Linked DNA regions of Salmo salar: region 2 is linked to region 1. Evidence: chromatin contacts called from public Hi-C data. All regions are on one chromosome and are shown on one strand. Each heading gives the region's core, a stretch centred on a gene start, on an enhancer-like site or on the middle of the called end of the contact. The rest is flanking DNA. Distances are from core to core; before and after follow the strand shown.

Evidence for each region. A called contact is a pair of places that touch in the nucleus more often than the background predicts.
Region 2: a Hi-C map of muscle shows a contact between it and region 1, with 7 times the contacts expected there. The contact joins the promoter of LOC106562963 here to the enhancer-like site in region 1. A contact is called at or near these places in 3 of 3 Hi-C or Micro-C datasets (blood, gill and muscle).

What each region holds. Positions count from the first base shown.
Region 1 is chrssa11:67,721,019-67,728,809 of Ssal_v3.1, reverse strand. It overlaps LOC106562963 (formin-binding protein 1), which reads left to right. Exons shown (of 18, transcript XM_045689866.1): 9 at 1-83; 10 at 2,642-2,830. Among protein-coding and RNA genes, the nearest start is that of LOC106562964, 21 kb to the right of the region's middle. Within about 2 kb of position 3,764, at least 2 of the 13 cell types and tissues checked have an H3K27ac peak or open chromatin away from gene starts, as enhancers often do. A contact at or near this core is called in muscle, where this site is marked.
Region 2 is chrssa11:67,806,748-67,814,538 of Ssal_v3.1, reverse strand. LOC106562963 (formin-binding protein 1) reads left to right here and starts at 5,152. Exons shown (of 18, transcript XM_045689866.1): 1 at 5,152-5,460. The coding sequence starts at 5,437. It also overlaps a transcript of rexo4 not described here.

The DNA of each region.
Region 1 (7,791 bases), core at 2,515-5,014:
ACTCACGAGGAGAGGCCAAGGAACGACCCAGCGGGGGCAAGAGCAAGGGCAAACTGTGGCCTTTCATTAAGAACAAGAACAAGGTAACACACACACACACACACTCTCTCTCACACACATACTCGAAGGTCAAGCCTAGATTTGGGGGTAGGTTTTGTGACCTCACTTCCTTCTCCCTGTACAAGAATAAAGGACAAGAATGTGCACTGTTTTTGGCCATACTGTCTTTAACAGGGCTTCGATAATTATCCGAGACTTCAGGGGACATTGTTGTAGGTCTTGGTGTTACTGTGTAGTAAATAACAGTAAAATGTGACTTTAATGTTTCATTTGGGTTGTCATTATAGTTCTGTTGGGTTGTTATTTATCGTTCTGGTAATTTTGCAGTGATTTTGTGATTACAGTACGTTAGTAGTGTTGTCAGTGTTATTATTTGCCACCCTTTACCCCCCCCGCTGGTTACTCACTGGTCATCATCATCATCCTCACTGTCGTTGAGCCACCAACCAACTCTTAACTTTAACGTGTTACAACAACAACAACAACAACCCACTAATGCATCCTCCATAACTGAGTCCCACCACTCCTCCCCCCTTCCTCCTTTCCACTCCCTCTCTCTGGGCCGGACAGATGAACTCACTCCCCTGCACACTGACTGTCTGTCCTGTAGCCTAATAACAGTCTCCTTCACTGACCCTCCTCTTACACCGGGGGGTCTGTCTGGAATGGCCTCTTCTCCCACAGCACGGCCCCTTGGTTCTGTCCGGCTAGGCTGTCTAACACGGGGCCATTTGGGATGAGGGTCTAAGGTTGGAAGTGGCACCATTCGTACCTAATGGTGTCACTTCATGATAGAGCTAGGGTTTGAGCGTGTGTGGCGTGTGGGTGTGCATGTCGCTCGCTAGCGCCGATTCCCTGCGGTTTGAGCATGATGTGTGTCGTTTGTTTGGTGTTCATCCTGTTATAATGTAAGTGTGTTATCTTAATGAGACTCTAAAGCGTAAGGGACAACTAATGACAGGGTGTTTGTCCTTACCCTTTTTGTGAGGCCATGCACATACTGTACCCTGAGAGTGTAAAGGCGTCCGGATGCTTCCCATCCCAAACAGTTTGAGCGTATGTTATGACATTTTGTGACGTTTTTGTTTGTTTTGGTCTTCGGCAAGGTATGTTTTTCTGCTGTTCGTGCACACAATATTTTTTCTTGAGGCAAGCCCAAGTTCGGTAGCCGAAGTCTACGCCCCTTCACCGGTGATTGGTCAACAGAAGGGATTCTTCAATTAAGTCATTCAACGAGAGACGACTCATTTTCATGCACATTTTTTCACTTGAGAAATACTGCACCATACATCTCAGTTAGATGTAAAATTGCGCGACCAGGAGCTCCTCTGCCAAAACGTCAAAATTAATGACAGATTTCTTTCAGTTATCTTAGATTAATTCGTACTATTTTGAGAAAGTGTATACTGGCTACGGCATCCCAAGAGGGACAAACAGTACTATTGTTTTTCAAGCGAAGATCTTTTATGGGAGTATACGAGCGCACTCGTTCTAACCAAAGCATTCTACGCCTTTAGGGGAACAGAATGTCCTGGACGGACACAGACACACACATACAGGGAATCAGAGAGGTGCGGGTGGCTGTCATATTCGACCTCCACGTCTTTGGCGCCCGGGGAACAGTGGGTTAACTGCCTTGCTCAGGGGCAGAACAACATATTTTTACCTTTTCAGCTCGCGGATTCGATCTAGCAACTTTCCAGTTACTGGCCCAACGCTCTAACAAGTAGGCTACCTGCACAGTAAAAACATGTGAGACTTGTATCAGAGCAGAGCCGATACAGAAGACACGTGTTCGATCCTAGTCTTTGCTATATATAGAATATCTATGTCCAACTAGAACTCCTCTCTGAATTAAAAGAGCAGCAAACCATTTACTTGATTTATTTACGTTTCATTAACTTTGGTTTTAAAAGATGGGTATCCAAAGCGCTTTCATGCATGTTCTCTCGCTGAGTAGCAAAGCAATCTGTCAGTACAAATTGCAGATCTTTCTCTAGCTCCCAAAGGGCTGATAGCTCATTAATTGAGCATTAAGTGGTTTGGGATTGCAGAAGTTAGGTTTCTGTGATTGAAATTCAGCCACTGTCACATCTCGGAGGATATGGTGAATTTCTAGTCCAAGAGCTCGCATGTGATGACGTTTCCCCCCCAAAAAAAACACTTGCTACAAAATGGAAGCTTGCATGTGCTTCCTGTAAAGCTGTCTGTTTAAATGTGTGGCAGCTGCAGCACCTTGCAATAACACTCTATTAACACTTCTGACTCACTCTGTTTAGAAATGTTACGACCATCGCTTGACAAGTTGTTTTTACTTCACGTTTGTTTGTCTGACAAGATTATACCACATAACAGCTGGTTACTTATGACACTGGGTTTGTTTGTGTTTGATATCTCTTTTGGTTGTCTTTGTTCCCGTTGGGTTTTTCTGTTACCTGTTTTTAACATTATTTGGGCCCTTATTTATCTCGTTTTGTGTTCCTCCCTCCTTCCTTTTTTGTCCTCTCGTTTTGATTCTGCCCCTTTTCCTCCTCCTCCTCTTCTTCTTGTCCTCCGTCACGGCTCCCTCTCATACTGGTAGCTTATGTCCCTGTTAACGTCCCCGCACCAGCCCCCCCCTGCCCCCCCAGCCTCCAGCCCCCCCTCACCCTCTGCTGTTCCCAACGACCCCCAGTCTCCCAAGCAGAACAAGGAGCCCCTCTCCAATCGCTTCAATGAGTTCATGGCCTCCAAACCCAAAATGACTTGCCTCCGGAGCCTGAGGCGAGGGGTAAGTGTGTATCGTGCTGTGAGTGTTTGTGGTTGTGTGTCCGTGAGAGAGTGCGGTGTGTGTGTGTGTGTGTGTGTGTGTGTGTGTGTGTGTGTGTGTGTGTGTGTGTGTGTGTTTGTGCTCGCCTGTCTCCTAGCTCTGTGGCATCGCTGTATGGGGGAGGTTATACTCCAGGTGGCATCAGGCCTAAATTCTTCAGGTATCTCTTAATAATCTTGAATTGGCTATCGATTAGATCTTCATGATTTCCCAGTGTTCCAGAGATAACATCTCAACCTTAAAATGAAATGTGCTGGTCCAAATCTATTTAGGACAACTCTGTCTATCCTCCAGCCTCCTCCATACGGCGTTCTGCCTGTGTCTGTATCTGTGTTCCGCTTCTCTAGCATGCTTCCATAGTTCTGCGCTAGCGGAATCACATACTCAGTCGTCTGTCTGTCTGTCTTTCCAGACATAAACTCATGAACTCTCCAACCTGTTTCCTCAATCTCCACTTTGAACTCTAAAACTGCTTCACACACAATGACAGTGTCATCAGAGCTCCCTCCCAATGACAGACACGAGTGGGCATCCTGCTACCTTGTAGCTCTCCTTGGAGAGTTGCCATGATGATGCAATGAGATACATTGCTAGATGTAGTAATAGGGAGAGTATAAGCAACTGGAAGAAGTTTTGTTCTTTAGTCAATAATTACTTCCTTCCTTCCGCCTATCTGGGTCGAACTGAAATTCAGTAACAGTATAACGTGTTAAGATTATGCATAAGGTCAAAAGTCACAGTATATTGATTAGGACGTTGCGCTGGTGTTATAGGCTGATTGAGTCACTGAGTCTGACGGGCCGGGCCTGGCTTGCAGCAGGGCTTTTTTAGACGGCCCTGGGGTTCAACACACCCTCTTTATCTGCAGGCACACACACACACACGCTGCAGCTATCTGGTGTCATGTCGAGTTTCTATTCCTAAATCAGCCAGAACCATGATCCCTGTCCAGGTCACGCCCACGGGGCCAACAGAGCTCCCTCTTGACGTCAAGAACGTGCTAAACTGCTCACGTGTTCCTTCCGGCCTCAACTAATAAAGTTTGTTTATGTTTGTATCTTTTGAAGGGCAACAGTTAGAATGCACTAGAGCCATATATTTCTCATAGCCCGACCCACAACGTATGATGTCTGTGAAAGCAAAGGAACAATAGTAGTAGTAGTAGTAGTAAAAACAATGTTCTCTCAGTGATAAATTATTGAAGGTCAGGAGAAGGAGGAAGTGGGGCAAATCTAGCAGGAAGTGAACATCTCCCGAACAGGAAGTGGAGTAATGGCCATCTTCTAAACTGGCAGGCCAGGGTAGTTCTATATCTGAAGCATTGTTTTCTGTTAATGTTGCAGATTCAAATTAGTTCATTCCTCTATGACCTTTCTGTAACATTTGAATGAAGGGAAAGAAAGGGAAAAGGTCAGGTTTTTGTTATGGTCGGGCAGGGCCACGTATTGAGCACGAGATTGCCTATGTTTTAAGATTTATAGGGCTAAATATGAATCTCTCAACATCCTCTTCACTCCTTTTCATTATCCATATTGATGAAGTATTTCTGTTGTTTTTGTATGTGTATATTAACGTTGTTAAGAATACTCGTAGACATCAGTTTTGTGTTAAACTTTCTTTTCTTTTAGGAACTAATTTTAAAAGCAGTAGAGAAGTCAGTTCAAACATGAGCCGTCTGCTCTGCCCAAGCTGGAACGTGCGGCCATATTGCCTGCCCTGCTTAAACAGCTGCTCAGTTGCACAGCACCTCAGTGTCACAGTAATCCACAAGGCCTCTTAAAGAAGCCCTCTATCACTGTGGTCACACGCATAGAGATCCTATTAAATTACTAGAGGTGCTATGTCAAACCCCTCAAAGTTCCAGAATGGCATGAAAATGGCAGCTATACATGCGGTAAAGAGGTGAATCTAACTCTACCAAAACAATGGAAATGCCATGGTAATGTATGGGGGAACATCCTGAATCTCCTCATTGCCCCACAGGAAAATGAACCAACATTTAGGCTATTGTTTATATGTCTATTTCATACAATGTTGAGGTCAAAATTTGAGTAAATTGCTTGTACGGATGTCAACCCCAACACATGTTCATGTCATCGTCACCAATCAACTGCATTACAGTTAAAAACTACCACCACCGGTTTCTGTAGGGAAAGGATACCTAGTCAGTTGCACAATTGAATGCATTCAACCGAAATGTGTCTTCCGCATTCAACCCAACCCCTCTGAATCTGAGAGGTGCAGGGGGCTGCCTTAATCACCGTCATCAGTGCCCAAGGAGCAGTTGCAGTTGGGCGTTAACTTCCTTGCTCAAAGGGCAGATGGGCACATTTTCCCCACCTTGCCGGCTCAGGGAATCGAACCAGCAACCTTTTGGTTATTGACCCAACATTTTTAACCGCCAGTCTACCTGCCGCTCAGGTATGCTAGCTATGCTACCAGCTTATACGAACGGGAGTTAGCATTTAACAGTCACGTCTTCTAAAACTGAAAAGGGACAGCTTCTAAATGTTATGCAGCGAAAACAGCCCAAAATATAAAAATCTAACTGAAGTAAGCACATTGTGGGCCTGTTACAATACATAAATCCTGACGGATTTGACGAATATCCACTTTGTTAGATCAGATTTGTTGAATGTGCGCCAATCCGGCGTCCTTCGTCTACCCCCCATTGACCTCTTTATCGCATCCATTGTGGTCAGGGAGAAATCCAAACCAGTCTAATTGGAATGAATGGCACTAGAGGGATAGGTGATGCATTACCTGCCCTTACTAATGCGGGAAAATAAAAGTAAGGCATTTGATATATCAGTAATTGTGTAATAGAATTATTGTCAACCTAAAATATTGTCATATAATTAGAAATACAATTTACACAGGTTTATAAAAATTGCCTGTATAAATAGTCTCTAAAATATATATGTAAATAGACCATAAATGTCCCAATGTTTGTTTTCTTGGAAAGCTTTGTTATAATATGATACAGTACTTGTTGCATTTACAACTTGTCTATGTCCTATCATCAAATGATTTCAGCCTGGGTATGGCTGTAGGTTGACTGCATTGTTTGTATGGAATGTTATATTGGCAGGTAATTTGAAACATTATTGAAATCATTCCACTTAAACTGGCTGGCTATTAGCTAACACACATACTGGGCAGACAATCTTCAAATTCATTGTTTTACACAATATCTCAGCATTGGCTGACCAACTCCCTTACCAAAATGGCTGACCTTTTATACTGTCATAAGAAGATCCATGTCCGTTGTAGTATTCTAATTCCTAATTCTATGGTCACACGAACCAAGTTATTAGTCGATATCGTAGTACAGCACTACACTGTACAGGTGCTATTAGTGAGTGAAAATATGAATATTATCACTTTAATAAACCTCAGTATTGACTGAGCAAAATATTAGTTATGAAATGTGATATCTTTGAGAGGGCCGATGTCAGTTTTCTTTCCTTATGACAGGTTATATAACATGTGATATGAGTGTGTATTTTAATATCATGCTAGTTGTGTCTGTAGGTCGGGTTGTGGGTTCAGTCTTTGGCCAACAGCTGCACAGCAGAGGGATGCTTTACCCAGCATCCCCCAGTGGGAGGGCCTGTCATTCCACAGCCCTCTGAGCCAACGCCAGATATACAGGAGAGAGAGAGAGAGAGAGAGAGAGAGAGAGAGAGAGAGAGAGAGAGAGAGAGAGAGAGAGAGAGTGTCTGTGTGTGTGTGTGACATAGCAAGGATAAATGATGACAGCATCATCAGAGTGAGTCAGAGAGTGTTTCTGTGAGAAAACACAGAAAGAAAGAGAGATGGATGATGTAAGTCACTGAATGAGTGTGTGTGTGTGTGTGTGTGTGTGTGTGTGTGTGTGTGTGTGTGTGTGTGTGTGTGTGTGTGTGTGTGTGTGTGTGTGTGTGTGTGTGTGTGTGTGTGTGTGTGTGTGTGTGTGTGTGAGAGAGAGAGAGAGAGTAAACCCATTAGCCTCATTAGTAGCCCTGTGCTGATTGATGAAGCTGTGTTGTTCTCTCTCATAACCATGGCAGCAGCCTCCTACTCGCCCTCTCTCGCTCTGTTATCACAAAGACTGGAGGACTCAGGGCATACCCACGTACGCTTTCGAGGCCAGACAATATGTCGTAAGTGTGTATGTTGGCCAATGCGTGCGTGCGTGCCTTAATTAGGAACTATATGTTTGTGTCTCAGCAATGTGTAGCACAGACAGTAGTCTCATATAATGATGATACACTGACAGTATATATACTACCGTTCAAAAGTTTGGGGTCACTTTGAAATGTCCTTGTTTTTGAAAGAAAAACACATTTTTTGTCCATTAAAATAACATCAAATTGATCAGAAATACAGTGTAGTCATTGTTAATGTTGTAAATAACTATTGTAGGTGGAAACGGACTATTTTTTTATGGAATATCTACATAGGCGTACAGAGGCCCATTATCAGCAACCCATCACTCCTGTGTTCCAATGGCACATTGTGTTAGCTAATCCAAGTTGATCATTTTAAAAGGCTAATTGATCATTAGAAAAACCTTTTGCAATTATGTTAGCACAGCTGAAAACTGTCGTGCTGATTAAAGAAGCAATAAAACTGGTTGAGTATCTGGAGCATCAGTATTTGCGGGTTCGATTACAGACTCAAAATGGCCAGAAACAAAGAACTTTCTTCTGAAACTCATCAGTCTATTCTTGTTCTGAGAAAGGAAGGCTATTCCATGCGAGAAATTTGACAAGATACTGAAGCTCTCGTACAACGCTGTGTACTACTCCGTTCACAGAACAGCACAAACTGGCGCTAACCAGAATAGAAAGAGGAGTGGGAGGCCCCGGTGCACAACTGAGCAAGAGGACAAGTACATTAGAGTGTCTAGTTTGAAAAACAGACGCCTCACAAGTCTT
Region 2 (7,791 bases), core at 3,903-6,402, 84 kb before region 1:
ACAGATATATATATACACATGCTTTCCGTACGTCGTGCTGAAATGTGTACTTCTGCAGTGTGTCACAAATGTGAATGTCCGACAGGAAACGAGGGTTGGTCTTGGTTCCTAGAAACAACTTCTTCTTTCATTTCTTCTATGCTATCATGGCGGTCCGCAAACAATCGCATGCCGCCACCTACTGTGCTGGAATGTACGATCAATCACGATCTGCTGAATTCAGCACTACCATGAAGAAAAAAAATTCTAAACCAAATAAATCACAAATCACATTCTACCACACCCATTAAACTTTATCTATATCATGCTGAAACACTCCACCCTTAGGATTGTTCTGCATGTCAACAACCATTTCAATCTGTTACCCCCAATATCTATTTTGCTGTCTCCGCAATAACCTTCAACCTGGCATTTCTGCTTTCCACATCCCGAGTCGTATTGATAACCTTACCAATAAAATCTATGAAGACAATTTTATTCATTATCAAAGTTCATGAGCACAAGATTTCTGAACAGGCCTCAAAACCATGCCAGGACCATCAGAAGCACCAGCCCCGACAGTAGGTCCACTTACTACAGGTACATCCATGTAAGCTCCATCAGTCCGCACTGTAGTTCTACCAATCTGTTTGACGGCCTCTGCATATGATACATCATGACTAATCCTATATCTCTGAGCCTCTCTAGCCTCTCTCTGTACCTGGCATCCACCAAATGCTGCACTGTGTTCTCCCCCACAATTACAACACTTAACCTTCACATTGCTTCGCCGTAATCATGTGCCCCTCCACACTTGGCACATCTATTCTTTCTTTTACACTGAGCAGCGACACGCCACATTCTTTGTCATTTAAAACACTGCAGTGCATATGGGACAAGTTCTCTAACATTGAAACTAAGGAATCCTACCTGTACTTTTCCAGGCAAGACTTTCTCAAACCTCAGCATCACTGATAAGCTTTCACTTCTTTGACCCTCTTTCCTACTGATCAACCTTTTGGCCTCAATCACTCTGCCTCCCTTCACATAGACATAGATATTGGGACCCCAGTGATGACTCTCCTCAATCTAGCATAAGCACCAGGGACATGGCTTCTCTTGCGGAGCCAGGCTACCACACAATATTAACAATCTACCATTTCCAATTAACCGAGATAATTTCACTTCACCTACCTCTTTCTCTACGGCATTAGTTAGTTGGATAGGGTGCAAGTGAGGCCCTGTGGTCTCATCAAACACTATCACTACTTTCCACACCAACACGTAAGTACTTTTGCTTCCAACCTTGGCCCTCTTCATGCTTTCTTTACTAGATGCTCCACTGCTTTCTGTATCATGATCTCTCTTTTTCCTATCTTTCCACTACCGACCATTCCGGTCCTTGTCCCTCATCCTCCTGCTCTATATCATCACAACTGACACCCATATTGTTTGCGTTCCAGCACAGCTGTTGCTTCACCAACTTTTTCTCAATTTCCTCCATTTCATCCGTGCTACTCACCACCATTTCCCATTCCCCGAACTATGGATCAAATCTACGCCGTGCTTATACAATGCGTACAGCAAGTCCGCTTCTTCAGTGGGGTTTATCGGCGATTGGCATCCAACGTTATGGCGCATTACCGCCACCTACTGTACTGGAGTGTGGGCCAGAGACAGGGAGAAACTAAATCATACCTGCCAGCCCCGTTTCTCTTAAAAAATATAACAAACTATTTGAGACTATATCTAATGACGTTCTACTCAGTATATTCTTTAAACTAATTTCCTGTATCCCTCTCTCCCACATACTAGATCTCAGCCTCTCTCTTTCCCTCTGATACTGCCCACACTGTAGCAATACATGCTCCACGGTCTCCGTTTCCTGGCAATAATCACACTTTCCCATTGGATGCTTTCCTATCACATTTAAGGTCTTATTCAACTGGCTGTGTCCCAGCCTTAATCTTATATAAATTAGCCTCCTCTCTTCTGTCCCTTCCTGCCATCCTCCCCTCCCCGACCTTCCTCTGTACTTGAAAAAAATGCCTGGCCTCCACTGCTCCTGCCATCTCTGCACCATCACTGTCCATATCAGGCTTTTTGCCTCTGCCTTGCTCATTGAAACTACAACCTCAACATCCCCACTTCTAAGCGCTTGTTTAGCCAGTACATCAACTGCCTCGTTCCCCACCACACCATACGGGCTGGGTCCCTAGAAAATCTTATCTGTATACCAATTTGTCTAATCCTGCAATGGGTTTGTAGCACCTCATAAAGCAGGTCTTGTCTGCTACGTGAGCTAAAGGACTGGAGACTCATCAACACTGCACATGAATCAGAGCAAATAATTACTCTGTGTGGCTTGACTTCCTCCACCCACTGCAAGGCCAACAGTATGGCCATCCGCTCCGCCGCATATACAGCCAGACGATCTGTAATATGTTTCCTGACTTCCACCCCACATTCCTGCACTACAAATGCTGACCCAGTACGTCCTGTCATTGGATCTTTTGAGCCATCTGTGTAAATGGCCACAAAATCCTGATACACAGTATCCAGATGTCTCTTAAACAAATCAGATGGATCAACACCCTCCCTATCTTTCTGTAGTCTCTCCAACACTTCTAGATGAACTACTGGAGGCGGGAGTAGCCATGGTGGATTTACAGGAATAGCTACCGTTGGACTAAACTCCCTTCAATACAGTCCCATCTCCTTCGCCTGGGGATTACCCACCCACTCAAAGCTTGTGTTCTGTCTTCGCTCATGTTCCCAGCATTCCTGTAAAATCCCTTTCACAGGATGAGACACCCCATGTCCCTGTAGGTTGACCCAAAAATTAATTGCCAGTTACTGTCTCCTAATCTGCAATGGCATATCCCCCATCTCCACCTGTAGTGCAGCCACTGGGGACGTCCGAAACACCCCACTACATATAGTCCTTGCCCCTGTATGACATTTAGCCTTTCCAATGAGGTCCGGGCTGCCGAACCATACGCTATACTGCCATAGTCTATTACAGATCAGATCAATGCAACATACATGCTCCTCAATGAGGAACGCCCAGCTCCCCACTCCTTCCTTGTCAGACAGCGCATCACATTTAGTACCTTATTACACTTTCCCACCACTCTCTCAATGTGTTCTGTCCAGGTCAGTCTACTGTAAAAGTACACTCCAAGGAACCTGAAGGTCCCCACCCTCTCCAACTTTCTCTCATATAACATCAAGCATACCTCATCTCCCACCTTCCTCCTGGTAAAGAACACTTGAGTTTTCTCTACAGAGAACCTGAATCCCCACATTAATGCCCACCGCTCTACCTCCTCAATTGCTTCCTGTACCTTCCTGACTATGTATGGCACATTTATTCCCCTGTTCCATGAGACCCCATCATCTGCAAATAACGACATCCCAACATCTGGCTGTACCTGAGAGTAAACATAATTGATCATGATTGAGAACAACAGAGGACTAATCATGCTCCCCTGTGGTGTACCATTATCCACCAGGTAGCTGCTTGATAGTGACTTTCCCACCCTCACCTGGATAGACCTTCCAAACAGGAAATCCTTTATCCAGTTGTACGTTCTTCCTTCTATCCCCATAATATCAAGCTTGATTAACAACCCCTCCTTCCACATCATATCATACGCCTTCTCCACATCAAAAAAGACAGCTACAACAGTCTCCTTGTTCACCTGAGCCATCCTGACCTCTGCTTCTAAGCAGAGCACTGGGTCCATAGTTCCCCTTCCCTTCTTGAACTCAGTCTGATGTGGCGATTCTAGCCCCCTGCTCTCCAGGAAGTAAATTAGCCTCTCCGTAATCATACATTCCATAGTCTTACATACATGTGATGTTAAAGCTATTGGCCAATAGCTTGTTGGCCTCGTTGGGTCCTTCGCTGGCTTCCGGATTGGTACCACTACTTCCAGCTGCCTTGTAGTTTCCCCTCCTCCCACACTGTGTTGTACAACACCAATACCTTATCCAGTGCCTCATCACTAAGATGGGCCAACATAACATAGCACACCTCATCTTTCCCAGGTGAGGTTAACCCAGCCTTACCTATTGCCCTTTTCACCTCTGCCATGGTAAATGGTGCATTCAATGCATTATTTACATCCTCCATCCTATCCAGCACTCCAGGACACTCTTCTCTCGTTCTCTCTCCCCCTCTGCCTCTCCTCTGACACATTTGCAGAGCTATGCCTTGGACAAACGCTTTGGCCATCATCTCTGCCTTCTCCTCATCTGTCACTGCCACATCCTTCTCACTCCTCAACACTGGATAATCCCACTCCCTTCTAACCCCACTCATCCTTTTAATCATCCCCCACACTTCTCCCACAGGTGTCGCCCTTCCAATGGTGTCACATGACCTCTTTGCCTGACAGATAGTTCTCCTCACCAGGGCCTGCTTACACTGAATCAGATGTTGAAAGTTATGCATCCTTTTCAGTACTCTAAATGCCCTGTTCCTACTCCTCACCATTGCCCCACACTCCTCTGTCCAGCTTGGGACTGCTTTCCTCCTCTCATTAGCATAATGTTTTTTTTATAAGACTAAATTACAAGGTAGCATACTCTGCTGACACTGACACACAGATCAATAAAACGACGTTGTGTTATCCATATAGTAATACAACAAACCCTCCTCCATGCCCCAAATCCCCTCAACCTGCCTCTCTGAACAGATAACTTCGGGTTCCCAGCAATAACCACGATAACCACTGCCAATAGGAGATTGCGTAGAAAGGTTTTTCACAAAAATACTTTAACACCAGGGAGCAGTGTTGTCTTAATGATTAATCACATTCGTCCTGTTTCAGAACAATACACCCAAATCACACTTCAACATACATTTGAAGTATTCTTTATGCATCATAACCTTTATAACTTCGATAATGGCCATGATATTATATGGCCCATTAATAATATGATGATTTGTTATTAGCGTTACTCCATATGAGTATCATGGTTAATTAATTCAAAACACGGACGGTTTAGGAGCAAATCGGTGGCAGTCACCGCAGTGTAAAATACATATCATAACGTGATTATCAATTGTCACACGAAACAACCATCTGTGGCTCCGAACGCCCCCCCCCACCCCACCCCCCACTACGTAAACTCTTGTGCGTTTTCTGAGTGCACGCGCCTCCGCCGCTGTCATTGCGGTGCCCGCCCTCAGCACCGAACAGCAGCACCACATACTCCGTTTGAAGATTACGCTGCGGCTTCTGGCCATTTTGTAGAAGACAGAATGAGGAGGTGAAGAAGAAAAAAATTACGCACCGGGGAGGGAAGGACAAATTCGGAGGGCGCTCACGAAGAGACAGTCAGCCTGCAAGCAAGATTTAAAATTGAAAAAAAAAAACGCCTCAGTGGTTTACCATCGATACACCCCGTCTGAATCGTGGATTATTACGAGGAAATCGCATTGGAACCATGAGCTGGGGGTCAGAGCTATGGGTAAGTAGCAGAGCTTTATTTATTAGCCCAGATAACGGTCTATCAGTGGCTATCAATAGTGGGAAATACCCCGAAGACTCAACAGTGCTTGCAAACCAAGCCTGGATGTTTATTAGCTACATTGCAATAACTGCTATAAAAACCGTACCATATTTCCCAGTAGTCAATCAGTTCATTCCAACGAAGGCGAATTCAAATTGATCATGTTCTCTGCCTTGACTGACATGTAGCCTAGGCTATTGTATTGACGTGGTCAATATGTCCAGTTCTAACTGGGGCAGTTAGGCTTTCCAGACCGATGTGCATGTGGCTGTTGTAGATTGTACATCACAATGAGGATATTCACTGAGATATTTTATTATGCATTCAATTCAATACAATTCAACATAACACTAACATGCGTATCTGAAACACACCCCTTTCTTCACGTTTCCAGGCAGTGCTTGTGCTTCATCTATTTCACTGCTATTCCATTCCTGACCACATTAATTGATCTCCCTTGTTATGAGAAAGCTGAACACATTGTAATAGCCTACATATGGACACTGACTACACATTATTTTATGTAAATGAATGCTTGGTGGTAGTGTGGTACCTATAAACTCTGAAAAGACCTAATATACTCAACCACCTACATTGTATGAATATTGAACAAAAAGAGCGGCAAGTATATGATGGATTCTTATCAGTGCTTATGGATTTTGTTTTAGATTTAAGCGGCCTACACACTTCCTATATATGGTTTGTCTTGGCAACAGAGGAGAGTCTGAGTTGACAGTTGGAAGTTGAACAGGATATACCAGGGCTGCGGTTTCTCAGAACCAACTCTGACACAACTCACTCACTGTGCTGTATGACAGTCAGTTCTCCTCCCATGTCTCACACATACTCACGCTTAGAACCAGCAATCAAGCAAGCACCATAATCAAAACTGGTTGTACAATGCTGGATTGTCAAAGCTCACTTGATTTAGCGAAACCAAACCGTGTGATGGCTGTCTGTCCAACTTTATTTTAAATAAAGGGGAGGAGGAAGAGGGTGAGGAAGTAAAATAGAAGCAGGGGGGAAGAGCTGAATACCACTGCAAATTCCACAGCTATGATGCCACATTTCATCTACCCACTCACATGCCCTGATACCAAAATTTGAAGAAAAATGTATGCTAGTTAGTTGATGTACAACAGACATCGATCCCTGTATAATAGCCTTGAAGAAAGGCTCTCACTTATTTCAGCTTGTCTGCTTTTGGTGCCCAAAAGCAAGCAGCGTAATTCTATATTCGAAGAGGGGCTTCAGATGTGATGGATTCCAAGATACAGGCCTAAAACAGACCACACACACAAAACCCAAATCCCACGTAATGTGTCATAAACTCCGGCATGAGAATAAAGAAGATTACAGGACTGCCACAGCTATTTTTATGGAGCCCTAATAAGCAGTCACATCCTGTGGAATTCCTCTTGTTTGCCTTTTGTTTCAGAAGTTGTTGTTGTGCTGTAAAATGAGCCACTGGTTCCAAATTTACTGGTGAAGTGACAGTGTGGGATGCCATTAGAACCTGCTTGATTGCGTGTTGTGTACTTCACATCTGAAACATGCTTCAATCTCAGTGATAGGAACAGGGAAGTGGGAAATCTTGTGTGTGTGCTTGTGCTAAGTTCCCTGCCTCAGTTTTAGCAGATGGAGAAGCAGCGGGGTCTGGAGATGGTTAAATCTGGTACGTGTTTCACCTCATGAGAGAGACAGAGGTAGAGAGAGCCAGAGAGAGAGGTGGGGAGAAGAAGAGGGCTACAAAGGGGTCAGTTCTCCTGAATTCTTCTCCAATCATTTCCCTGGTCCAAGTTTATGGCGAACACTTAGTGCTTCTGAGGCCTCGTATTTGTGCCATGACATCAGCCCTATTTTTCTTACTACAGTTTAGTCATTTAGCAGACAGACGCTCTTATCCAGAGCAACTTACAGGGAAAATTAGGGATAAGTGCCTGGCTCAAGGGCACATCAACAGATTACTCACCTAGTCGGCTCGGGGATTTGGACCAGCGACCTTCCGTTACAGGCCCAACGCTCTTAAGCGCTAGCTTATTGCCTAACCAAGATGCAGTGCTCTGCTGGCCAGATAACGATGATAGAGCATTGCCCCAGAGTGTTCCAAAACACTTTCCTGTCTGCTTTCTTTCAGAAAAGCATACAGTGCTAGTGTTCACAGCGGAGACGGAGCGTTTGCAAATAATGTATTGCAACTAGATGCTCAGTGCTTTGATAGGGCTGAATAAGAACCAGACACTCTTTTTTTTTTTACGACCAAACAGACCTCTACAGGTGTGAGCTGGG